Regions from separate parts of the Macaca mulatta genome. Here region 2 is linked to region 1. The links are chromatin contacts, called in public Hi-C maps. All regions are on one chromosome and are shown on one strand. Each heading gives the region's core, a stretch centred on a gene start, on an enhancer-like site or on the middle of the called end of the contact. The rest is flanking DNA. Distances are from core to core; before and after follow the strand shown.

Region 1 (5,891 bases), core at 1,071-3,570:
GGCATGTGCTTGTAATCCCAGCTACTCAGGAGGCTGAAGCAGGAGAATCGCTTGAACCCAGGAGGCAGAGATTGCAGTGAGCCGAGATCGTGCCACTGCACTCCAGTCTGACAACAGAGTGAGATTCCGTTTCAAAAACAAAAAACCTTTTAGCGGCCGAGCATGGTGGCTCACACCTGTAATCCCAGCACTTTGGGAGGCTGAGGCAGGTGGATTACCTGAGGTCAAGAGTTCAAGACCAGGCCGGTCGCGGTGGCTCAAGCCTGTAATCCCAGCACTTTGGGAGGCCGAGACGGGCGGATCATGAGGTCAGGAGATCGAGACCATCCTGGCTAACAGGGTGAAACCCCGTCTCTACTAAAAAATACAAAAAGCTAGCCGGGCGAGGTGGCGGGCGCCTGTAGTCTCAGCTACTCGGGAGGCTGAGGCAGGAGAATGGCGTGAACCAGGGAGGCGGAGCTTGCAGTGAGCTGAGATCTGGCCACTACACTCCAGCCTGGGCGACAGAGCGAGACTCCATCTCAAAAAAAAAAAAAAAAAAAAAAGAGTTCAAGACCAGTCTGGCCAACATGGTGAAACCCCATCTCTACTAAAAATACAAAAATTAGCCAGGCGTGGTGGCACATGCCTGTAGTCCCAGCTACTCAGGAGGCTGAGGCAGAAGAATCGCTTGAACCCAGGGGGCAGAAGATGCAGTGAGCTGAGGTGGTGCCACTGCACTCCAGTTTGGGCAACAGAGTGAGACTCTGTCTCAAAAAAACAAAACAGAACAAAAAACCCTTTTAGCCACAGCACAACAACACTTACTGATGCTATTTTTGTGCAGAAGGACAGAGAGAGGAACTGGAGAGCACGGGGTGAGGACAAATAGCTCCCTAACATCCCCTTCACCCTGCAACAAGGAATTCATAAATCCCCGTGTACTGGCTCTTCCTCTTCCCACCCAGAACTTTTACAGAAGAAAAATCAAGCTTAAATGGATAGGAGGTCAGTTATGATGTAAAAAGGAAGTCAGGGAGACCCAAAAGCCTTTCCTGAGCATTGCTGAACAAGTGCACGAACACCTTATCTTCCAAGGACAAAACAAGCATTTATCAGAGGCCCACTGGATACCCTGCATCCACTCCTGCCCCCTCCAATCCAAGTTCCAAGCTGCAGCCACAGTGACCTTCTAAAAACACAAACTTGTCATGAGGATGAAATTTGCAAAGTGCTGACTGACACTACTGGTACGTGGTAAGTACTATAAAATGCCCATTACATAAACACAGTACATATAATGCCATTCCCTGTTTAAACTCCTCCGAGGATCACATACAACCTTCTCTGCCTGTGCTCTCTCTTGTTAGCCTTACTCCGGGTCGCATTTAATTCCTCCGGAGCCAAGCTACCTCCTGGCCCAACCAAATGCCTTTCCCTCTTCCCTTAAAGCAGTTTCCCCAGACCCACTCCTCTTCATTTGACCAATTTCAACTCTTCTTTATATCTCAGCTTAAATGTTGCTTCTTCAGCCCTCCTGAACCTCCGAGAGGAAGCTTAGGTTCCTCCATAATTATCCTCTTATAGCCATAACATTGATCACAACTGTAATCACATACTCCATGTTTTAGGTTGTTTAACGCCTGCCTCCTTACTAGGCTGTAGACTCCCCAGGACAAGGGCTATAGGTCTTTCCGTCTCTCTTGTTTACTGCCTATCAAGGAACTCGGACAGCACAGGTCACTAATGAACATTTCCGAATGAATACAAACTTTAAAATACTGTCTTGTTTAGGTAACCGGCCCAAAGTCGCACAATGTCCCAATATTTGAACCCCCGACATTCTGGCTTTGAAGCCCAAGGTCGGACTGCAGCAGACTGCCCCTTCCTCTCCAAAGCCGGAGCCAAACGGTGGGCTGGGAGGGAAGTTGAAAGGCAGAATCTGAGGATCTGCAGAGGGCCACGCGCCGTAAGGCAGTCGGTGCCGTGCGCGCTGGCCTTGGGCCCAGGAGAAGGGGCACTGTCACGTGTACCCTACAGGGACAGCTGCCGCCGCACCCCGGGGCAGGAATGCTGCCCCGCCCGGCGCCGCGCCGGCAAAACCGCGCTGGCCCTAGGGACTGACGTCAAGGAAGGGGGCGCCTCCGGCGCCGCGCTAGGGCGGCGAGGGCGGTGGGCAGGGCCCGGGTGGACACGCCCCCTCGCCGCCGCTCCGCCGCTGATTAGGTTCGAGGAAGCTTCGCACTCTGCTTTCGAGGCCAGCGGAGGCGGGGGGCGGAGATGGACACGCCCCCTCCCTGTCTCCCGCCTATGATTGGCGCACGGAACTCCGCCTTGGGTTTGGAAGGCTCGCCTGGGAGCTCACACCCGGCTCGGGCCGAGGATTGGCTGTTCCGGGGCTGGGGAGCGCTTTCTCCCGGGAACCGCGGCTGTGACCCAGGTGGTCTGGACCAGTTTGAAGCTTCGTGCGGCCCGCCTCAAGCAACCAGGTACTTAGGTCGGCGGCCCAGCTCGGCGCTTCCGTGGGAGCCGGAGGGCGACAGTCAGCCGGGGTGCCATCGGGGGACGCGACCGCCAGATCCACTTAGGGCCCCGTCGTTCTGCGAAGCGGCCACGTCTGAGCCCCGGGGCCTCCTCGTGCTGGAGATGTCGCTTTAGGACCTCGGCCAGAATACCCTCTGCCACGCTCTTGTGCTGCCTGTGATCACCGACTGGCCCTGGAAGCACTCTCGCAGCAGGAAGCCCAGAGCTGCGCCCGCCCTTTCTGAAGGCTGTGGAAGAGGTTTGAGTGGGCGCATCTTAGCTTGCCCCATCCCCATTTGAGGTCTGTCGGAGCTGCCCTTCAGCGTGGTGAGTACCTTCTTCAATTCTCCACCGGGCAGTGGAGTGCAGAAGTGCACAGGCTGGCTTGGGAGTCCTGACTTTGGATCCCTGTGCCTTCCACAATCTACAGAAGCAGATAGCTTCCAAAAGGCTTCTGGGCCTGACTTTCCCCAGAAGACCTCCTCAGCCATCTGGCAGGAACAAAAATAACAGTGGCTTGAGAGCCCGGGTGCTGGGGTCAAACTGCCTGGGTTCGTGTCCCAGCTTCCATCACCTGCCAGCTGTGTGACTTTGGGTGTAGTGTTCTCATCTGTAAAATGGGTGTAACAATAGTGCCACCTCATGTGAGGAGGAAAGAAAGCACCCATCTGAACGTGCTCTGTTCTGTGCTTGACACTGAACAAGCTGCCTCTATGATTTTAATCATAAAGCTATGACTTAAAAGTACACAGATTTGCTGATTGCTGTGATGATGAAAATGAAAATGATTCTATAGCCTCTGGTAGTCAGGTAGCCTTTCCCTTCATAATTTATTCATTCAACCAGCATACGTGGAATGTCTGTGGTATACCAGGTGCTAGAAGGAATGCCCTTGCAAACTTAATCTCCCTTTTCCTGCTAAGGGTTATTTATTCTCACCATTTATTTTAAAAAGCTTATTTAAAATTTTGTAGAGGCAGTCTTGCTATGTTGACCAGGCTGGTCTCAAACTCCTGGGCTCAAGCGATCCTCCCACCTCAGCCTCCCAAAATGCTGGGATTATAGGCATGAGCCACCGGGCCCGGCCTTATACCCACTATTTTGATGATGAGCAACTTGTGGCAGGGGAAACTGAGACTTATCCAAGGTCACCCAGTTAGCAGCACAGCCAGAATTCAGGGTTCTAGAACTCTTGAAAGGGTTATCCCTAGATCTAGTAGCAGTTTATTTTCAGGTCATATATGAGAACTGGTCTGGGGAAAGGGCCCAGTTCCTTTCTCCACCTCCAGGGGCACAGATTTGGAGGCCAATGTATATCCAGTTCTCTAGGCATACCTCCCTGAGGCTAGGCCCTGCTGGTGGGGAAGCCCACACAGCCATTTGAACTGGGCTTCCCATTTGAGGAGTCACAGATTTTGGCTGCTGTCCAGTGGCATGTCTGTGTAGGATAGCAGGCCAGGGCCCCAAGTGTTGATTAGGGTCTTGGGCCAGAGCCTCCAGTAATTTTTCTAAGAGCCCCTAGGCCCCTGATTACAGAGATTATTGCTATCACCTGGGTTATTGGAAGGGTGCCTCCTCCTGTGTGAGGACCTAGGAGATGCCAGCTCACTCAAATGTGTTCTGCCTCTCGTGGTTACCTGGGCCTCCCTGGACTACAGTGAGATACTCTCCTAGAATAGCTGTCTGAACTGAACTTTGTATATTACAAAGGGTGCTCAATTGCACACTATATTTATATATTGCAAATTCATTGCATGGTGAGTCACTTTTTAAATATATTTCTTTGTTAGGGTTCCACAGTTCTTCACTTACTGCCTGTTTCAAAACAAGTTGAACTTTGTCATTTTCAATGTTTGGTATTTCCTTTGGGGTTCATTTTCAACCTAGTTTGTGTCAAATTGTATTTTGCAATTGGTCTGTTTGTACACAGACCCATACTTATCTTCTTTTATGTCAGCTCTGAAATGAAAGGTCCATTTGTTTTTTGTTTTGTTTTGTTTTGTTTTTTGTTTTTTGTTTTTTGTTTCTGAGACGGAGTCTTGCTCTGTCACCCAGGCTGGAGTGCAGTGGCCGGATCTCAGCTCACTGCAAGCTCCGCCTCCCGGGTTTACGCCATTCTCCTGCCTCAGCCTCCCGAGTAGCTGGGACTACAGGCGCCCGCCACCTCGCCCGGCTATTTTTTTGTATTTTTTAGTAGAGACGGGGTTTCACCGTGTTAGCCGGGATCGTCTCTCGATCTCCTGACCTCGTGATCCGCCCATCTCGGCCTCCCAAAGTGCTGGGATTACAGGCTTGAGCCACCGCGCCCGGCCTGAAAGGTCCATTTGTAATCTAATAGCCCCATGGTTTCATTTTCTAGTTTTCAAAAGTACTATTGTTCAAGTATACACTGACTTTTCCTGGACTAAGGTCTTCTCCAGGAAATTGGAGGGAAAATAACTATTGAACACATTGAATGAGGCAGGAAAAGTTTCTTTTGATAATAAAAGTGTTCTGATTCGCCATTTCATCGGTGTTCCCAAAACTTACCATCTAATCCTACCTGGAATCTGCCTAGTTTTATTCCCAGCCTCACTCTGCTGTCTGAATCCCAGAATGAGAGGCAGAGCCAAGAGTGAGGGGTCTTGGCTGGTGGTGGCTCATGCCTGTATTCCCAACACTCTGGGAGGATGAGGTGGGTGGATCACTTGAGGTCAGGAGTTCAAGACCAGCCTGGCCAACATGGTGAAACCTTGTCTCTACTAAAAATACAAAAATTAGTCAGGCGTGGTGGCGGGCACCTGTAATCCCAGCTACTTGGGAGGTTGAGGCAAGAAAATTGCTTGAACCTTGGAGGCGGAGGTTGTAGTGAGCTGAGATTTGCACCACTGCACCCCAGCCTGGGTGACAAAGTGAGACTCTGCCTCAAAAAAAAATAAATAAATAAAAAATAAACAAACAAACAAAAAAGAGTGACGGGCCTCAAAATCTGAAGGTGCTAAGCCCTCCCCAAGGTTCATGGAGGGTATGGTTGAGGCTGGAGGCTCAGATTCTCCGCAAGAGTTTCTTGGTATGTTTGTAACGCAGCTCACTGAAGCTGTGGAGTCAAAGCCTTGGTGTCCTGGGAGAGGTTGCTGGGAAGTCAGGCTCCAAGCCATTTCCTCCCCGAGGCAGCTGCTGCTACATGATCCTTATTGCCCTTCTCTCCCTGGGGAGGTGAGGCCAGATATTACCCTTTCTCCTACCACCCCAGACCAGCCGAGGCCTCTGCCCCAGGCTTGGTCATAGCCAGCTGAGGTCACTAGGGAGCTTTAGAGCTGTGAGTTCTGTTTTCTACCAGATCCTAACCCCAGGGCCCACTGCAGCAAAACAGCATAGAGTAGGGAGGAGAAAGGGAGCTACTGGCTGGG
Region 2 (5,891 bases), core at 2,085-4,584, 53 kb before region 1:
CCAGTCTCTCTCAGGTATTTTATAGGGTTGAGGGTCTTTATGAGAATCTGATGAAAACTAGAAGCTTTTCCCTAGAAATATACACATGTGCAGACACACAATTTTACACACAGTTTCAGGGGATTCACTGATCCCTAAAACTCACCCATAGGCTCCAAGTTAAAAACCTCTGCTCTTTAGGACAATCAGGTTTTTGTGGGACTCCTGATGCAAAGCAATATCAGGGACACAACATTTACCTCTGGGGGGGGAAAAAAAAAAAAACTTTTCTAACTTGAATCAAATTCAACCTTTAAATCTAACTTCTAGTCTGCACCACGAGGAAGAAACCAGACAAATCTCGGTAGCAAATTCTCCAGGAAAGTCAGTTCAGTCTCAGTCTCTTCAGCAAGTCAATGTCACGAGAGACGATTAGACTGAAAAAGACTTAAAAGACATATTAACTACAAACAATGCACAGTCCTGGACTGAAATGTGATTTAGCCAAAATAGATGGTACAACTGAGGAAATGGAATATGAACTGAGTACAGGATGATACCAAGGAGTTATTAATTTTGTTAGGTATGATATTACTTTGTTCTTGAAAGAAACGTCCTTAATTATTTAGAGATAAAAACTGACATATTTAGGGAGTAGAATGCCCTATAAGTAATTTAAAATAATGTTAACAGCTGGGTACAGTGGCTCACGCCTATAACCCCAGCACTTTGGGAGGCCAAGGTGGGTGGATCACGAGGTCAGGAGATCGAGACCATCCTGGCTAACACGTGAAACCCCATCTCTACTAAAAAACAAAAAATTAGCTGGGCGTTGTGGCAGGTGCCTGTAGTACCAGCTACTTGGGAGGCTGAGGCAGGAGAATGGTATGAACCCGGGAGGCAGAGCTTGCAGTGAGCCGAGATCGCGCCACTGCACTTCAGTCTGGGCAACAGAGTAAGACTCCGTCTCAAAAAATAATAATAATAATAATTTTAACATAATAAAATGAGCCAAAAGAAAAAAAAGAAAATTATAGAGAATGAAAATCAAAGCAGGATAGGAGGGAAAAAATTAAAATCCATAATCTCAATAAATTAGCAAAAATGGGCTGGGCGCAGTGGCTCACACCTGTAATCCCAGCACTTTGGGAGGCTGAGGCAGGAGGATCACTTGAGCCCAAAAGTTCAAGACCAGCCCAGGCAACACAGCGAGACCCTCTCTACAATTTTTTTTTTTTTAATTAGCCAAGCACAGTGGCTGAAGTAGGAGGATCACGTGAGTCGAAGAAGTTGAGGCCACAGTGAGCCATGATCACACTACTGCATTCCAGCCTGGACAACACAGCAAGATCCTGTCTCAAAAAAAAAAAAAAAAGTAGTGAAAATGGTATCTGCTTATTCATAGATTTTTGTATTTCTTAAACTTTTGTTCAAAATTATATCCTAATTTTTAAATATTAATTAAGCCAATATTGGGAGCAAAGGAAAAAATTAAGCCTGCTCTAAGCTGCAGAAGGCCTGATGTTCAAGGCTGTCCAGCAGTCCGGAGGAAGGAGCTTATTCAGTCACAAAGAAGAATCCTGCTGAAAGGCAGGATCATTCCCAGTATCTGCCTTTCCTGGGCTGGGTCTGAGACACAGGGTAGGCCTAGATAAACCCAGAGGCCGAAAAGACCTCCCAGAACTGCTCCTCACTAGGGCAGAAAGGACAGCCCAGGCACTGCCTAAATGGCCGGTGTTAGTTACTACAGAGCAGGAAGGCAGAAGGCACAGCAGACATGAGCAACTCCACAAAGTCTGTACCTGAGCAAGTATCGAACACCATCACCTGCATCCTTCAAGGGTTCCAGGTAGATCTCCAGCCTCTTGTAGGAGAGAACCAAGTTGAAAAGGTCAAACGCTGGGGACTTGGTAGGAAAAGGTGGAGACTCCAGGGGAGCCTCGGGCATCACACTGGGGCTCAGCTCCGGCCCACTCCCCTCACGTTCTGAAGTCTGCATCCTGTAACCATAATAATTACCAACATTTGCATTGCACGTCTAGTCCCCAACACACTTCTACCTACTGCTTCAGGTGGCGCCACAGTAAACCTGTGAGCAAGGCAAAGTGAATTATTCAGACCTAAAATCCTGTTCTTTGGACTCTCCGTCCAATGCTCTTTTCCCCACAGATCCATCAAAACTAAAATTCATAAAAACCAAGCACATTTGATCGCTGCAGCGAGGAAGCCCATGGGCTGAAATGAAATGATGTCCCGGAACATTTTTCTCCCACTCTTTACCTGGTTAATTCCTACTCATCCTTCAGGTATCAGCTTAAACATCACTCCCTTACTCTGGCAAGTCTCTGCCAACACCTCCAACTCTGGACTGGGAGACCCTCCCCAATGCTCCCAAAGGATCACGTACTCACCCTAACAGAGCACTTATCACATCACATCGCTTCTTGGCCTTGTGGCTAAGATCAAGTGCAGAGCACTTACCACGTCCAAGTAAAACTCCCTGCTCTTACTTGGCCGCCATTCACGACTGTTTCTGTACACAGTGGGTGCTTAACAAATGCCTGCTGAATGAGTGAATGAAATACCGTGCTCCAGGACTCCCGCCCCATCCTCTAACCCTTCCCACTCCCTTCAGTTCCCAACAACTTCCTGGGCCATCTCCGCCCAGGGCAGTCGGCATCACAACGCCGCATTCCCGTCTGCCCTCTCTGATGAGGAAACCCAGGAGCCTTTACGGTCTTTCCCAGTTCAAAGTCCTACCCTGAACGCTAAGCAGCAAACGAGGGAGCGGAACCTCGGCGAAGAGCAACATAAACCAGTCCCAGGCAATTAGCCGCGACAATGGGATGGTGAGGGGATGGGACAAAGGGGCCAACGGGAGCCGAAATCAACGCAGGCCGAGCCAGGGCGAAAAGGCACAGAGCGGCGCCAGGTAGAAGCCCAGGAAGGGGTGAGGTAGGTCGACGCCCGCACTGGCCTTGGCCAAGACCTCTGCAGCCAGGAGGGCCTGATGGAGCCCGTGCGGCAGGACAGCGAAGGCCACGCCCAAGTTCGCGGGGCCAGCAGGTGGCGGCCCCCGCTGCGCCCAAGCGCCCAGCTACACACAGCCTGCGGAGACACGGGGACGCGGGGTGGGGGGGCCGGCACCTCACGTACCCGGCCAGTGGCTCCGTAAGAGAGACGGCAGGTTCGGGCAGGAGCAGGGGGAGAGCCACTGGGCCCCAGAGCGTTTCCTCAGGCCCGCCCCGGCCGAACGCCGCTCCTCCTGCCAGGGCCGTTCGGAAGTCGCAAGTCCGAAAATCTCCTCCGCCTACGCCGCCGCCGCCACGGCCGCTTCCGGGACGTGAATCGCTCTGCGGCTGCGTCCTCATGACGTCATGCCGCTCCGGCTTTAGCTCCGCCCACTCCAGCACAGGTGAGCTCCCCCCCCCACCCTTGCCAGCACTGCGCCTGCGCGCCTTTCCCCGCGCGCTGCAGGCTGGAGTTACCTTGTCCTTGGCTGGCCGGGTTTAATAAAGTGAGGACCCTTGGGAGCACGTGCTTGGCGACCCTGCACCTCGTTGCCCTGCCTCGCCGCAGGAGCAGTTGGCGAGAGGCTTAACTGAAGAATTTACATCTTCATCCTTTTTCCTTCCAACTTTGGAACTGAACTGGGGACTATGTGTGAGCCCAGGAAAGACGGAAACCGTATCCTATATGAGATGCCCAGCAGAGCATGCAGTTGTTTCCTGAGTAGCTAGTGTATACAAGGTCTTGTGCAGGCTTCTCCCAGCTCAGTTCACTTCACACCGTGTGGCCCAGTTAATTTCCCTTAAAGGACACGTCCGATGGCTTTATAGTAGTGGCTCAGGTACGGAGGAGCTAAGCACTGGACCGGACTGAGCTCTTTTTAGACATTATCTAGTCCTCCTCCAACAACCCTATTAGGATTATCGCCATTTTACAGATGGGGAATCTCAGACGTGTTAAGGAACTTCTTAGGAACACGCAGCTAAGAAGCAACTGGGAGCGGGAATTTGACGCTTATGTGTCATCTGACCCCAGCACCCCAACCATACCACACCCACCTTGGTCTGCATTTCCTGGTCTCGTCCTCTGCCATCTTTCAGCTGCCTTTAACTTTGGCCAACTGAACCCCTCCATTGTTACCCTCAAATGCCCCTGGCACTCAAATGTCTGTATCCCTTCCTTGAGTGCCCCAGCTGGAAGTAATCACTTCCCTCTTCAAGCAGCCACACAGCTTTATCTGCACCTCTTTCTCCATGATCTCCTTTCAGAAAGACAGGCCCACCCCTCCAGCCAGGACTCAGCTGTGCTCCAGGGTCCAACTCTTATTTCCTTGGGGCTTTGCTCTAACAGGCCTGAAATCTTGACTCTCATTAACTCTTAATCATCATTTTTAGAGACAAAATTCATGGCAATTTTCTCCTTTAGCCTAACCTTACCCCCTCTTTCCTACCTGATTTGGAAGACTCACTGTAAAGTGCTCTCTACTGCTGCTTCCTCGCCCAGTTCACTCTTCACTGCACTGTAGTCCTGCTCCCCTCCATATTACTTGGCTCACCTGTGACATCCTAGCTGCTAAATCCAATGGACACTTCCCAGGCCTCCTTGCAGGTGACCTCGGAAGCACTGGACTGTCTTTCCTTTTTGGCACCATTGTCCACCTTAGCTTTCATGACACCATCCTCTCCTTCTCTCTTTCCTACCTTCAAGGTCTCCTTAGGGCTTTTCTTCCTACCCCTCAAGGTAGGGGCTCCTTTTGCCACCCTTCTTCTGACTCCAGACACTCCCTGAGGATCTCATTCACTCTTGTGGCTTCTGTCGACTAATGTTTCCCGTGTCTATGTCTCCAGCACCTGAAGCAGTATCTGGCACATGGTAGGCATTCTGTTAAGAAGGGTTGCAAGATGTTACCATTGGGGGGTAGTCTGTGGGATCTCCCTGTGTTAGTTCTTATAACTATGTATAAATTGACGACTGTCCCAAAATTAAATGCTTACCCTATGTAGGTATTTTTCTTACAGCTCCCTGCTTTAGTTGACTTTGTCAATTACCTGGCATGCGCCAGTCCCAACATGAGTAAGGTAGGAGGGCTTCTTCTCGGATGAGTTGCTTGGTTGGTTTTTCCAGCTGTAAAATGGGGATAACCATAGTGGTAATCTCAGTGTGGGGCTGTGATGAAAATTAAATGAGCTAAAGTATGTAAATTCCTGGCATGTTATAAGTGTTCAAAAATTGTTAGCAATCATTGTGATTTTTATTTTTACTCAAAGCCCTACCACCACCACCCCTAGCCCAAAAATCAGACAAGAATCCACGAAAGATCAAAATGTAGAAAGATCCAATTCCCACACATATCACTAAGCTACATACAGAAATCCACTCACCACCCCTTAGAGAAATTGACTTAGCTTTGTGGCTGGGCCAGGCGCATCTGCTGGACTCTGCCTCTCCTCCCTGAGGATGGGTCTTTTCCCTGAAGGCTCCTGGGTCTCTCATGCAGATAGCTTCTGAAGGCCCCTCTTCTTCGTTTCCTAACCTGGCCTCAGGTATGAATTCCAGGGTAGGCCATCACCACTCCCCACCCACTTCTATCCCCCACCCTGTCCACCCCTCTGTATCTTTCTCAGACCACTCCCTTGCTGGATAGTTTCAGTGGCACCCTGTGACCTCCAGGATAAAACCAAAGCCTGGTGTATTCAACTCTGGCGGTTCCCAGATGTGTCACACCTTCTCCCATTACTGCACCTTTCTACTCCCACCTTCTTTTTTTTTTTTTTTGAGATGGAGTTTTGCTCTTGTTGCCCAGGCTGGAGTGCAATGGAGAAATCTTGGCTCACTGCAACTTTTGCCTCCCAAGTTCAAGCGATTCTTCCACCTCAGTCTCCCAAGTAGCTGGGATTACAAGC

Evidence for each region. A called contact is a pair of places that touch in the nucleus more often than the background predicts.
Region 2: a contact with region 1 is called in a Hi-C map of liver, with 3 times the contacts expected there. The contact joins the promoter of ZFYVE27 here to the promoter of AVPI1 in region 1. A contact is called at or near these places in 8 of 14 Hi-C or Micro-C datasets (CD4 T cells, blood, cortical neurons and 4 more).

What each region holds. Positions count from the first base shown.
Region 1 is chr9:109,730,933-109,736,823 of T2T-MMU8v2.0, reverse strand. AVPI1 (arginine vasopressin induced 1) reads left to right here and starts at 2,320. Exons shown (of 3, transcript NM_001266977.2): 1 at 2,320-2,829.
Region 2 is chr9:109,784,736-109,790,626 of T2T-MMU8v2.0, reverse strand. ZFYVE27 (zinc finger FYVE-type containing 27) reads right to left here and starts at 3,334. Exons shown (of 13, transcript XR_013398210.1): 1 at 3,132-3,334; 2 at 1,782-1,979. LOC144331234 (a long non-coding RNA gene) reads left to right here and starts at 2,754. Exons shown (of 3, transcript XR_013398221.1): 1 at 2,754-4,860. LOC144331239 (a long non-coding RNA gene) reads right to left here. Exons shown (of 3, transcript XR_013398226.1): 2 at 4,983-5,112; 3 at 4,689-4,869.